Regions from separate parts of the Mus musculus genome. Here region 2 is linked to region 1. Evidence: chromatin contacts called from public Hi-C data. All regions are on one chromosome and are shown on one strand. Each heading gives the region's core, a stretch centred on a gene start, on an enhancer-like site or on the middle of the called end of the contact. The rest is flanking DNA. Distances are from core to core; before and after follow the strand shown. Region 1 overlaps St14 (suppression of tumorigenicity 14 (colon carcinoma)). Region 2 holds the start of St14 (suppression of tumorigenicity 14 (colon carcinoma)).

Region 1 (6,541 bases), core at 1,239-3,738:
ACCTTCCCTCTTCTGCTAGATTTTTGTTCTCTAACCTATTTCCTGGCGTCTCCTGCAAAACCTTGATAGAAGCAGGAGCAAACAGGATCTGAGTTTGTTCATTGAACTTCTAAGGTTGTGATCAGTGACTAAAATAAGTCAAGGCAGTTTGGGAGGAACCGGAAAATGAATTGCTTTGAGAGTCCCAGCATAAGCCGGCCAGACAGGGAACAGACCCCACTATGTGTGCTAAGCTGATGTGGCCAGTCGTAATACTGCACTGTCTCCAGGAAGCCCAGCCGCACAGTTTTCTGTGAATAGGGAAAAATCAGCTTTGCGTTGGCACTGCCTCCGCCTCCTTCTCTCTTATAGATCCAGCTACAGCCAAGTAACCCTGGTTTTTCAAGATGGGGTTTCTCTGTGTAGCCATGGCTGTCCTGGAACTCACTCTGTAGACCAGGCTGGCCTCGAACTCAGAAATCTGCCTGCCTCTGCCTCCCAAGTGCTGGGATTAAAAGCATGCGCCACTACTGCCCGGCCAGCCCCAGATCTTAAGGCGACTTTCATCTGTGTAATATGACAGAAGCTAGGTGGTTAGATATTCAACATCACGTCTCACCTGTCATGACCACTTCTGACAGCCTGCCGGCCCCCAGTCATCCTTGACCCCACATCAGGCTCCCCTGGGAACAGCCCAGGGTGCAAGGCAAGGTGCAGAATCCATGGAGCAAAATAAAATACGAAGACCCTTGTTCAAAGGCAAGAGTGGAACGTAGAACCAAGTATAGGGCCCTTCTAGGCATGGAGCTCCGTGCATTTGCAGGCACAGGGGAGACAGCCCTGCCTAGCTGCCTTGTGTAGAGTAAAATTCTCTCTGGCTCTCAACACCTTCTCTCCAGGCTGCCATGGCGGTTAAGTGGTCTCAGAATGCATTATTCATCCCATACCCTGCACACTGGACTGGCTACCGCTACTGCAGCCTACACTAATTAAACTGAATCTTCTGTCACATACTCAGTGCTGAGTATTGTGAATTGAAAACACAAATGTGTGCCAAACACTTTGGGCAACGAGCCACCCCTCCCCACTCCCACCCAGTGGAGCTAAGATGGGCCACTCCCCAATACCATTACAGACCCATGTAGCCAACTGCTCCCCAGTGCCGTGGCACCTCTCATCTCCCCAGCAGGCATCAACACTTGGTTGATTTCCCAGGGATTAAATGTGACTGTCAATCCAAAGGGATTTTCAGGATTCACCCAGCACCGTGGGGATCAAGAGCACCAGACCTTGCTCAGGGTACCACATGGGACCCTCAATGGCCATTAGCCCATAACAGCTCAGAGTGGCACTAACCCCTGCTAACCATGCTTCTCTGTGTTGGTAATCCTCTGAAGGTCTCCAGAGTGGCTTCCAAAATGAGGTCTTAGGAGCTCTGTGTAAAGAGTGGGGAGTTGAGCCTGTGAGTTCTGCAGGATCTCAAAGCTCTGCTGGAGAAGAGAAGAGGAGCCCTGAGGGTAGCTAGTTCCCAGGTGATTCCATTAACCTAGGACAGTGGGGCTAGAGGCAGCGAGGTCAGGCAGCCCTGCCTGTGTGTTTGCTGCTGGAGAGGGAGTTCTTACTGTGGACAGCAGCTGTGGTGGACACTGAGGTGCTGTGTGGGTGGCCCAGGCTGCACCAGCCTCCCTGACATCACATGTGTGTGAGCTGGCTATGCACACACACACACACACACACACACACACACACACACACACACACACGGAATCAGCCCACATGTGTGCCCTGCAACCCCTCACTTAACATAGCCCCTGGCTCAATCCTTCTGCCCCATATCACTAGGAAAAAGCGACCATGTCAGGAGGACAGGAATGTCGCTTACACCGTGGGTCTTCCTGGGGAACACTCTAACTAGAATCAGAGACACAGCACAAATACCACATGAGCAGTCAGAACAACTGTCTTAACTTTGTGTTAACAAAGGCCAATGGTAAGCAACAGCAACGTCCAGGAGCTCGGGAGGCCTGAGCTGGGGAAAAGCAATGGGCAGAGCTGGCTTCCCTCATGACCCTGACACAGTCACCTCCACATCTACCAGAGGCCACTCCTTCTTCAGCCTCAGCCCATGCATGGCCCCAGGAGCCTTCGAAGGGCCTTTCAAAAGATCTCTAACCTCTCCTCAGATCTACAGCCCCACCTCCCTGGGCAACTCCAACTAAGTTGAGAATACTTGATAAAGTAGAAAGAGGGATGGCATAGGAGGTGTAAGCACCCATCACTAACACAGCATCATCCCCCGAACTGCAACCCATCCACCCATCCCATGCTGGGCCCTGCATCCATGTGCACCTCGTGTATGCATCCATGTGTGTATACACAACATGTGTGACACCTGTGCACCGAAAGCAAACCCACAACACTTGGCATCTCCCTCTTCCTCTGACATGTCACCATGACTACTACTGCCTGTCCTCTCAACCCCCGGTAGGGCAAGGCCAGGGTCAGTCCTGGACAGTCACATGATTCATCTCCCCCAAACTTCCTTCTGACCAAGTTTCTGTTGCAATCAGGGCCTGGCTTACAAGTGAGCACTTGTTATAACCAAGGACAGACAGCCCTTGGCCTAGGGAAGACAAGACGCTGTGGTCTGCACAGGGTCTGTACTAGGGGAAATTTAGTTCTAGTTTAGTGCAAAGAAAACTATTCATAGAGGGGATGGGGGAGGGAGGTGTAGTAGTATAGCAAGAAAAACAAATTACCTAAAAAGAAATAAAATGTTTTACTCTCAAATACCCACCCCTGGCAACAGCAAAACAATTTCAGCCTTAGGTACCACTCTTTTCTGGGGTTCCTAGGGCTGGCGCTTCCTGAAAAGAGTGACCCTGAGCCCCTCCTCCCATAGGGCTCCCGGGAGCTCAATGACAGTTGGAAGCAGCTCTCCGGGACAGCATCATCTTCACCCAGCTCAGGGCTAGAGGGGGAAGGCTGCCATCAAACCCTTGCCCCCAGGCTGGGCCGCTAGCACGCAAGTTCTCTCTCCAACTCTTGAGGGGGTCCCACTTTGGAAGAACTCTGAGTCCTAAGGATGCAGTTCACAGTCTGGGTTGTGTTGGGGGGGGGAGGCCACAGCATAAATGTCGTCAGTGTTCCTCTCCTGTATCCAGGTGTGCATGTCGGGCATCCCTGTGGGTGTTTGTGGTCGGCTGTCTGTCCATGCTGCTATACCCCAGTGTGCTCTTTGATCCAGTCCCGAACTACAGGGAGCCTTGTGTACACGCCTGGCTTGTTCCTCTGAGCGCAGCCTTCACCCCAGCTCACCACACCAGCCTGGAACATTCGCCCATCTTTCTCCGCGCTTGACAAGGGGCCACCAGAGTCACCCTACGCAAAATAAATAAATAAATAAATAAATAAATAAATAAATAAATACCGAATCCTGTGCGTGAGTAGTCCCTTACCTAAACTCTTAGTAGCTGCCTCAACCTAAGTAGCCTCTCCCATGGCCAACTGACCTCTCCCGGAAGCATGACTTCCCCAGGACTCCTGCTTACCCCTGCCGGGCTCTCCCCAGCCCCACCTATCCCCAGCTCCGGCCTAGTTAGCCCCACCCCCTCCTCTTCCCCTGCCCTGCCTTTCTCTTTCCTTACCCTGCCTCTTTCCCTTCGCATTCTGCACGGCTCCTCCACTCCCTGGTCTGGTCCCAGCTTCCGCCTTTCAAGGTCCCCCCCCTCCCCCTCCCCCTCGGCCCCACGCACCTGGCAGGAGTCCACACCCCCACTGAGGAAACCCACACACATCATTCGTGGGGTGATCTGCTGCGGCATGAGGTCCTCACAGGTGGTCTGGTTGATGACACGGATCTCACCCTTCTGCAGGATCAGCGCTCCGGTACCTGGGGAGACAGGAAGCGGGAGACTGAGGCAGGCAGCTCCCGGGGTAAGCCAGTCTCAATGGGGAAAACCCGCACTGGAGATAATCCTCACTGGTCAGGTTTATAGGCAGTGCTTGGAAATAACCCAAGAGCCTGCGGCTGACACATAAATAGGTCAGTAGCCGAGAACACACGGCAGGATATTGTGGAGCCATTAAAACTGCTGCGAAACTGCTGCGGATGGGTCAGATGCACAGCAAGGAAGGAAATGGATGGAAAGCGACAAACCACCGAAAATCCGACCAAACTCTCAGCCACGGTTTTACTTTCTATATGAATGTTCTCCATGAACTATACCAATCTGGGAATGGAGTCTTTCAATCTAAAGTTTGCCTACAAACTGCTTGTCCTCCACAGGGCTCAAGGACCCACAGTGGGTAACATGTGTGGGCCCAGCTCGAAAGCTTATCCACGTAGAAAAGGGACACCCGAGTGCACACTCAGTGACGATGCTTTCACAGATGAATCACCACAGATAGTAGATGAAGCAACGGCCACTCAGGCAGTTCAGTGGCAGAGTCGGAGCTTCAATCAAGAGCCCAACCTGCAGATCCTACACTTCTTATTAGGAGCCTCCTTCTTTCCACCCCCAACAGCTTCATCCTGCCAGGCACCGGGACGTTGAGTAAACCACCAGCCCTGATGCCAAGATGGACTCTGTGCAGCCCAGACACCACAAGGCTGCAGGTATGCAAGAACCCATAGCCTGGCAGGAAGGCCTAGGGTTCTCTGCAGGTCCTGGTCTGGCATGAAGCTCACCTCCCTCTTTTGTGTGCCCCCAGCCTGTGACCCAGATGGCCTTGCCAGCAGGGAAGACATGGGTAGCATCAGGCAGGCAGATGGGGCGCACGACGGTGCTGTACTCCACCGACTTCTCCAGCTCCAGCAAGGCGATGTCATAGTCGAAGGTGAAATCATTGAAGGAAGGGTGGGTGATGATACGTTTGAGCTTCAGCTCCTGCACCCCAGAGGCACTGCGCTTGCTCTGGTCCAGCAGACCCAGGAAGGCCGTCCACATCGTGTAGTCTGAGTACCTGGGATGGCACAGGGGAGGCATAGCAGTCACAAGTCTGTGGGTGGGGTGGATGGCTATGAACGCACAGGCAGTGATCTAGGTTCTCAGCAAGACTCAGAAGGCTGCCCACCATAAACAAGGCCTTAAGCAACCACCGTGGGACAGCAGGCAGAGGAAGGCTCTCTTATTAGAACGAGATGTTGGACACCCCTGGAGCTGGTGTCATAGGCAGTTGCGAACCACCCAATATGGGTGCTAGGAGTTCAACTCTGGCCCTCTAGACGTTCATTCTCTTAACCATCAAGCCATTGCTGCAGCCCAAGGCCTTCCCCTTTCGAATGTCCTCCCAGTCATTCTCTAGTCTCATATCTATCTATCCCAATGATGCATTCATCCACCTATATTTTCATTCCCTCACTCAGTCATGAATGGACATCTATGACATTCCAAGAAAAGCCCTAGGGTCAAGTTCAGAGTGTACCAGAGATGAGAGGCGTGAGAACCAATCAGAGCATCCCACAGAGGACAGGGCGGTGACAAGACAAGGACAGTATGGGAGATGGGAGGGTGTGGGATCGTGATAGGCAGCCTGTTTTCTAGTTCAGTGAGACCCAGTAGACACTCTACAAGGGACAGAACAGTGAGTCATGCTCCCAGAAAGACATGCTCCCAGCCTGACACCATGGTGCCCCCAACTCCATAATCCTGTGACTATCAGTCATGTAGACAACGTCCCAAGTTCCTGGCATTCTGCCTAGACTCCACCCTCACAGTTAACCTGGCATGCTTCTCCCTACAGCTACCCAGCAACTGCAAGATAGCCCAACCCACTGTAAAAGGGGCTGCTTGGCCCCTCCTCTCTCTCTTAAGCTCTCACCTCTCATTCTCATCTCTAGCTCTCCTTCTACCCACCCCACTTCTCTCCACGTGGCCATGGCTGCCTCTCCTTTTCTACCTTCTCTTTTTCTCTGCCTTTCTGCAATAAAGCTCCAAAACCATGGACAGTGTCTGCTCATCGAGACCCACCCGTGTTTGAACGATGGAATAGGCTTCCCTCTAAAGAGGTGCGTCTAACCTCCTGCCAGAAGGCCTTCCTGTGCTCCAGCCACCGACCGGATCAAGGGTTCTTGCCTGCGTGAGAACCACCCAGCGCCCCTCTCTCCCGCCCTCTTCTCCCTTCGACCCCGGGGCTGACCGAGCTGCCCCCGGAGCCCCCACTTCATTCTCAGTCTTCCACGACGACATACAGCGACATCTGGGATGTCTGAGACTGAGAACCTGCGTCTCTGGTCTCAGTGAGGCCCAGAGACCTTGGACTGCTCCCTCTCCATCCCCCGCGGACTGGGGTTCCGTGGCTTTCCACAGCCAGATGCTCACCCGGGGCCGAGTGGAGAGTGCACAGGCAGTTCCCCATATCCGCCAGCCCAAAACACCGGAACTGTGGCAGGACATGGGTTCTCCCACCCCCTTTATTTCCCCACACCTGCTGCCCCACAGGAAGGAATGAAGCAAGCTTTGAACTCACAACTTAGCCAGCCGAACCCTGCAGGGTGGGAGTTGGGGTGGGCAGACATGAAGCCCAAAGGGAAAGTTTTAGGAGATGAGGCAGTTTGGAA
Region 2 (6,541 bases), core at 1,253-3,752, 43 kb after region 1:
TGGCAAGTGCTTGGTCATTGGGTACTTAGTAAATACCTGTTATGCAAATGAGTGACTGAATGAATGGGTGAGTGTTTGAGCAATTAGCAGATGACCCTAAATATTCAGGGCTGAAAGGCTTAGCTCCCAAACACCTAGTATTGACCCAGAACATCTATAAGTTCCCAACCTGTCTCTCTACTGTTGGGGAACACTCAGTCTTACTTAAGGAAATCATTACTAAACATATATGCATATCCCATATGCGTATATACAACTTCACAGCCACCATCAAACAGTCAACAGTTTGGTTAAGTTTGACCTAACCAATCAGTGAGACAGACTTTTCGATTCTCATTAACGGCCATAACAACTGATATCTGCACACCTGCTATTCCTGGGCAGGGCACACACAGTCCCAGGATACATGCGACAGGGAAAAATAACACAGTGGAATAACTCCTAACCTCTGTGGGAGCCATGAGGGACCAGCAGAATCAGTCTTGGGAAGGAGACAGACAAGTCACAACTCAAAAGCTGTGGTGGTGGTGCCCCTGGGACTCAGCCAGACTTCAGCCAGTCTCTGTGACAGAAACTACCCAAGAGACAACAGCCACACAGACCTGTCAGAGAAAGTGTCAAGGCAGATCATCAGACCCCAAGTGTAAAAGGGACGCAGCCAGGAGCATTCAAGCCTGGAACATTCAAGTCATACTTGAAGATTTCCTGGAGAGAGGAAAATAAGCTGCGGCTCCTCTCTTGAGTGTCAAATTGTGTGTGTGTGTGTGTGTGTGTGTGTGTCTTTCTGTTCACATGTACCGGAAGTCTAAGTTCCTTAAATGAACCAACCACATCCTATTGCTCCCCGAGAGCCCCTTTGGGTAGTGAGTCCCTGGCCCAGCACTGATACCGGGGTCGTTCAACCAAAGTGGAAAAAAGACAGAGTGAGCCAGCCACACAGGAGAAAGAAGCCGCAGAAGTGAGTAGGCGTAACCCAAGTGATGGAGATGAATGAGAACCTAGGAGGAGGGCAAAGAGGCGTTCCTGGTGAATAGTAATCTATCAGGAGCCCAGGGACTAGAGTGGTGAGCCCCACCCTGGCTCCCACCCTAGGGATACGTGGCCTAAACAGGAGACTGAGTTCAGTCACCAGAGGACCCACTTTCAATATCAGCACCCGTCTTCGAAAGGGAAGTCTGGAAGGGCAAACCGAAAATGAGAGAAAAACAGATGAAGGTCAAACACCAAGCGGCAGGCTACCTGCGGAGGAGGCACGAGTTCCAAGCAGGCAATTACTAAGGACTCGCAAACACCCCAATCACAGAAAGAAGGAGAAGGCGGCAGCAGGTGGCATCTCACTGCAGGGCAGAAGCACAGGTTGCGGGGACTCTGTTACAAGGGGTGAGAAGTGAAGTCCCAGCTCACGGTCCCCCGAGATCTGGTCTTCTCCAAGTCAGCAGAGAAGGAGTGCATGAAAAAGCGGCGGAAGGGGAGGCTCGGCTCCAGGAAACTGCCTCTGCCAGAGCAACAAGCCTCGCTCACCAGCCTCTAGCTGCGGTTCAGAAAAAAGCCTGGCCGCTAGTCCCACCAGAGCACGGCGCCACCACTACCCCACGACCCGTGTGTGTCTTTCAGGATAACTAACGCCCTCCCCCACTGTGTGCAGCAAAGTGAAATGCTTCTGAGGTCTTTCAAGAGACTTCTCAGGCTTCTGCTTCCCGCTTACTAAAGGCTTCTTCCAGAAGGCTCAGGACACATGCTTCACCACTACCCAGACAGCCACCTTCTCAAGGGCTCCACACTCTGTGTGGACAAAGCTCTGCTCTGAGTTCAACCCTTACAAAAGATCCAAAGCGCCTTTGACCAGGAAGACTAAAACGAGTTTGTGCAGAGGCCAAGGACAGACAAGTCTCCAACTTGTCCTTGCCATAGCCCAGGTCACCCACTCGGAGCACTGATTGATAGCCCAGAGCAATGGTGACCCCCACGGAGATCCTGCCAGCCCCAACCCCGACGCCTCCGGGCCCTACGGCTTCCCACCTCCTCAGTGCCCAGCGCGAGGCAGGTCTGGGACCGAGGTCCGACCGGCCCCGCCCTGCCACCAGCGGCCAGGCACCCACCGAACAGGAAATTCCACCTGTGCGCCCGAGCTCCGGCCACCCACGAGCCGTAGAGCGGAGCTCGGGCGAAACCGAGGGCCCCGCGCAGGCGACGCTGCGCGCGGATCAGAACTGTGGACGCCCGACCCCGGGTCCCCAGCCCTCGCCCACCTCTAGCCGGGAGTTGTACTTGAGTCCCGCGCCGAAGTCCTGAGAGCCCCCTCCGGCCTTGCGGCCCCGATTGCTACCCATGGTTTTGGCGGTCCGATCGCCGGTCTCAGACGCGTGGTCCCTCCGGGCAGCCGTCTACCATGGCCCGCGGGGTGTTGGGGACACGAGGGACGAGGGGGACGAGGTGAGGCACGGGCCAAGTTCCGGGGCAGGCCCAGCGCGCCCGGCCCGCGGCGGAGGCTCCAGTTCTCATCCTTCCTCCCAGCTCAGGTAGTTTCAGGGTGTGGCCTCCAGGGTCGCCCCGCCCCTCCAGCCAGCCAGCACCGGCGCCCGCACACCTGTTGCGGCCGGTCCCGCCTTCCGCCACGCCCCCAGGAAGCTCTTTCCCTCCCGCCAGAACCCCGAAAAGGAGCACCACAGAGTTCTGGCTCTTTCTTCCTCTTTGTCACGGGTGGCTCTTTCTCCTGGAGCACAGCCCTTCAGTCCGGTCCTTTGATACTGGCCATCTCTCCACCATCTTTAATACAATTTTAATCTCTCTCCCGTGGATCTTTCCCTACAATCAATCATGTTACCAGATGCCTGTGTCTCCGTTATTGTCCCTTCAAAACCGTAGCCAGCTGTTGTTAAGACCAGGCCTTCCTCCTGTGTCATGTCCCCTCCTGGGGACAGTAGCAGCCTCTTCTTCGCTGTCAGAGCCACTGACAGTGGCCTGTGCCCAGAGAAATGATTGCAGGTCCCCAGAGTCTTTCTCCAACTATTTGCAGCATCAGATACTGACTGCACATCCCGTCTTGAAAAGCGTCTTTTCTGTATTTTCGTAATCCTTTCTGACCTCTAGACTAGATCGCTAGTCAACCTCCTCCCTTTTTTCTACACTCCCTTCCTTTAATTTGTTGTTATTGTTGTCGTTGTTTATTTGCGTGTTTGAGAACAACTTGCGAGATACTTGGTCTCTCCTTGCACCTTGTGGGTTCTAGGGATGGAGAATCATCAGGCTGGGCAGTAAGAGCCCTTACTGGCTCAGTCATCCTGCAGGACCCACACTTTCCTTCTTTAAGGATACGTGCCTTCCCAGCACAGGCACCAAAGGTGTTCCCCACCTGGGTATTTCTCTGCTGATATTCTGCAGTCTTGATTAGTGAACCAAAACTCCTGAGCTCATAGTATGTGCTGTCCTAGCTCTTGGGAAACAAGAATGAGCAAAATGAAATTTTGCTCCTTTGAACTCCTACTTTGAAATTAACAAGCCCCAAGTTTCTACCTAGAACCCAGCCCTTCTTAAAATAACATAAATCTCTATGAGTCTGTGTCCCACAGCAGCTACAGCAAGCAGAGCCCCCTGCTGATGTATTCTGGAGATAAGTGATGTAACAACTCTGGTGATATTAGACCAAAGAGAGTCTACTGACACAGACTCGTCCTCCCTGTGAGCCAGGACTGGGTCTTTCTGTCTCTCTATCATTGCACTACTGTGTCTCACTGACCGGAGTCTTCCAAGTCTAAGTTATGTGAGTGTGATGCACAGGGAAATAAATTTGCCACTATACTGCATGCAAAGAATTCCAAAGCCAAATGGAGCATATTGAAAAATAACTCCCTGCTTTGGATTACCACTGGCACAAACACCCTTTAATTAGTGAATGACTGAAAGTTAGCCTGATTCGAGGCAGCAAAGACTAGAAGGGACTTGTGGCTCTGGACCTGCTATTCTGTTGAGAAAAGAATGACTCATTTTCTTTCTCAACTTCCTGCAGTTCCATCCTTTATCTCAGAAAGCTAAATGTGTATCTCGTCTGTGAGAGGCACCCATCTGGTCATTTGAGTGCAGGCAATGCCACAAATCTGTCGTAAGTCCAGCAGAAGAGTCACCCTCCTGTGCTATGCACACCCTATGTGCATGCCTAGGACATCCCTATGACCAACAACCGGACAAAGTAAACTTTATGCTAACATCTTAAATCTGTTTGGTTTAATCGTTATAAAGTATATATAAGGCAGGTGTGGTGGCAAACACACGGGCCAGCCTGATCTACATAGCAAACCCTGCCTCAATAAAGAAAGAACAATATACATGATATTAAGTACTTTTGTCTCTAAATTGTCAACAAAGAACCCCAAGAGTAGCCAGTTTAAAAACCCAAAACCTGAGATGATGCTCAATGGTAGAGTAAGTCTCATATGGTATTCATGCACTTGATATCCAGCATGACACACACACACACACACACACTCATGGCACGCACACATGCATATAGTCTTCAGTCCTTCTCATCTCTCACTGTACAAGGCTAACTCAGAACCAAATGAGCCAGCCTTGACCACATGCCTCCCTCACTGCACAACCATGCCCCTCCCTGGGCTAGACCAGCTTAGTCCAAAGCTGCTATAACTCTCTTCCTGGACTTCTCAGAACACTCTGCCTGCTGGGAAAGTCGAGTTCACATTCATAAGACCTTTCTCCAACTCACTCATGTCCTTGAGGCAAGTCACTCAGAAGGTGAGCATATGTGGGTCTAACTCAGGCTAAATCACCTGTTTAAGCTGGCGATAATAAAGGAAGGGGGAGTCATGGCATGTAGACCTAGCTCAAGTTTAAAGTCACCAAGACTTTTAAGACAGCAGGACCAGGAAGCTCGAGGGCCACTCCTTCAAGGAAGAGGAAAACCCTGCAGCGGCAAAGATGTGTAGGAGAGATTTGGAATGAGCAGAACTGAGAACGTATCAGTTACAGACCCCTCAGCCACGACCGACTTTGTGTCTCCTGGAGTAAGAAAGGTCTGTCTGACACAGTGCCAATGGCTAACCTGTGCAAGCTGATTCGTGTGGCAACAGTGCACTTACGAGGACCAACCGTGCAAGTACCTCCACGCTAATTGTGCCTGTTGCCTTCGCAGCCCCCTGCTTTGGCAAGCCACCTTGTCAAGCCTATTTGTCTCCAGCCCTCCCCCTGTTAACCATAACCACTTTGCCTACTCCTGCTGAGACCCAACTGTCATCTGGCACATCACATCTGTGACATTCTTCCCCAGCATAACTAAGTATCCTCTTCCCGAAACTACTGCACAGCGTATAGAATGGTTTTATTTTTCTCCTGACTCTCAAACTGCTGTTGCAAAATGGAATGCTTGATGACAGTTCATGAAGCTAACTATCAGTTTATTAAGCCCTTGCCCTAGCTGTGGTTGAGTTGTTTTTCACTCACAGTTTAGAAACAAAAGCATACTGTAATTTCATGGGGATTAAGCCAAATGGATTGACCTTAATTAGTGTCAGGATAAAGTTCTGTCATGGACAGAGTGTAGTCGATGCCTTGTTCCTACACAGTGATCCCTAGGAAGGACCGTGGCTGACATCTATAATGAATGCACTGTGTTCATGTTGTCACGTGAGTGCCTTCCCTGGATTAGACACCTATGTAGTTCTATGAGCTAAAAGCAAAGGTTCTTGAGACCTGAGGTAGGCTATGGAGCATCTCTGAGCACGAAGAACAGCACTTCTGAGCAAAGCCTCATTGTCTGTGGCCTGGCATGGCGGTGGCTTTGGATGGCCATCTCACTAAATGGTTTCTATTCAGTCAGCTAGAAGCACTGCTCGATTCTTTCTTTACTGACCCCACCCACCTACAAAAAACAAATGCACTAATCAATAGCCTGACGGTTCTGCTTCCAAAATATGCTTGCAATCTACCTGCTCTGTCTTCCGCCACGCCCCTCCCAAGCTACCATCACCTCCTCTGTAAAAATCTACATTAGTCCTGGAAGGCTTTCTTTATCCACTTTGTTCCACTCAAATCCATGTGTTTCCTTGGTGGTGCTGGGGAATCTCAGGCTCTCTTATATTGTAGGTCAGCATTCCATCGACAGAGCATAGTCCTCATCCCAGTTCCAATCTCAGACTGGGATCCCAGTCCAAGACAAAGTGCACCCACAGTGTGTCTGTGTTCTCAAGACACAAAGCTCCCAAAGGCAAGGATTAGCCTCTGTCTCCTCAGCACATGAAATGAGTCGTTGTTATTAAAAGGTGAGTGTGCAGAAAAATGACAACACTTTCCAGTTTTCTGTTATCACTTAACTTTTCAGGAATAGATGTGGTTAACCTGCAGAAGACAGCACAAGATGAATAGAGTCTACACCCCATTGGCTAACCGTAAGGCAACGCCCCTGTGATGGATAGCAGCATAAGACAATGCAGGGCATATCTCCCGCATCAGAAATCCCAGGGCCCAGGATTTTCTGGGATTTGAGAATATCTGCATACATATGATTGTATCTTAAGGACAGGATTCATTG

The links. A called contact is a pair of places that touch in the nucleus more often than the background predicts.
Region 2: a contact with region 1 is called in a Hi-C map of Sertoli cells, with 2.2 times the contacts expected there. The contact joins the promoter of St14 here to the enhancer-like site in region 1. A contact is called at or near these places in 1 of 15 datasets of contacts at CTCF or cohesin (embryonic stem cells), 5 of 484 Hi-C or Micro-C datasets (the HL-1 cell line, Sertoli cells and embryonic stem cells), 7 of 115 datasets of contacts at active chromatin or transcription factors (T-cell acute lymphoblastic leukemia, embryonic stem cells and microglia) and 1 of 9 other capture datasets (adipose tissue).

Annotation. Positions count from the first base shown.
Region 1 is chr9:31,086,668-31,093,208 of GRCm38.p6, forward strand. It overlaps St14 (suppression of tumorigenicity 14 (colon carcinoma)), which reads right to left. Exons shown (of 19, transcript NM_011176.4): 17 at 4,670-4,944; 18 at 3,735-3,871; 19 at 1,923-3,360. The coding sequence ends at 3,199. Among named protein-coding and RNA genes, the nearest start is that of Gm17508, 7.4 kb to the left of the region's middle. Within about 2 kb of position 2,489, at least 6 of the 459 cell types and tissues checked have an H3K27ac peak or open chromatin away from gene starts, as enhancers often do. A contact at or near this core is called in Sertoli cells, where this site is marked.
Region 2 is chr9:31,129,297-31,135,837 of GRCm38.p6, forward strand. It overlaps St14 (suppression of tumorigenicity 14 (colon carcinoma)), which reads right to left and starts at 2,503. Exons shown (of 19, transcript NM_011176.4): 1 at 2,250-2,503. The coding sequence starts at 2,330.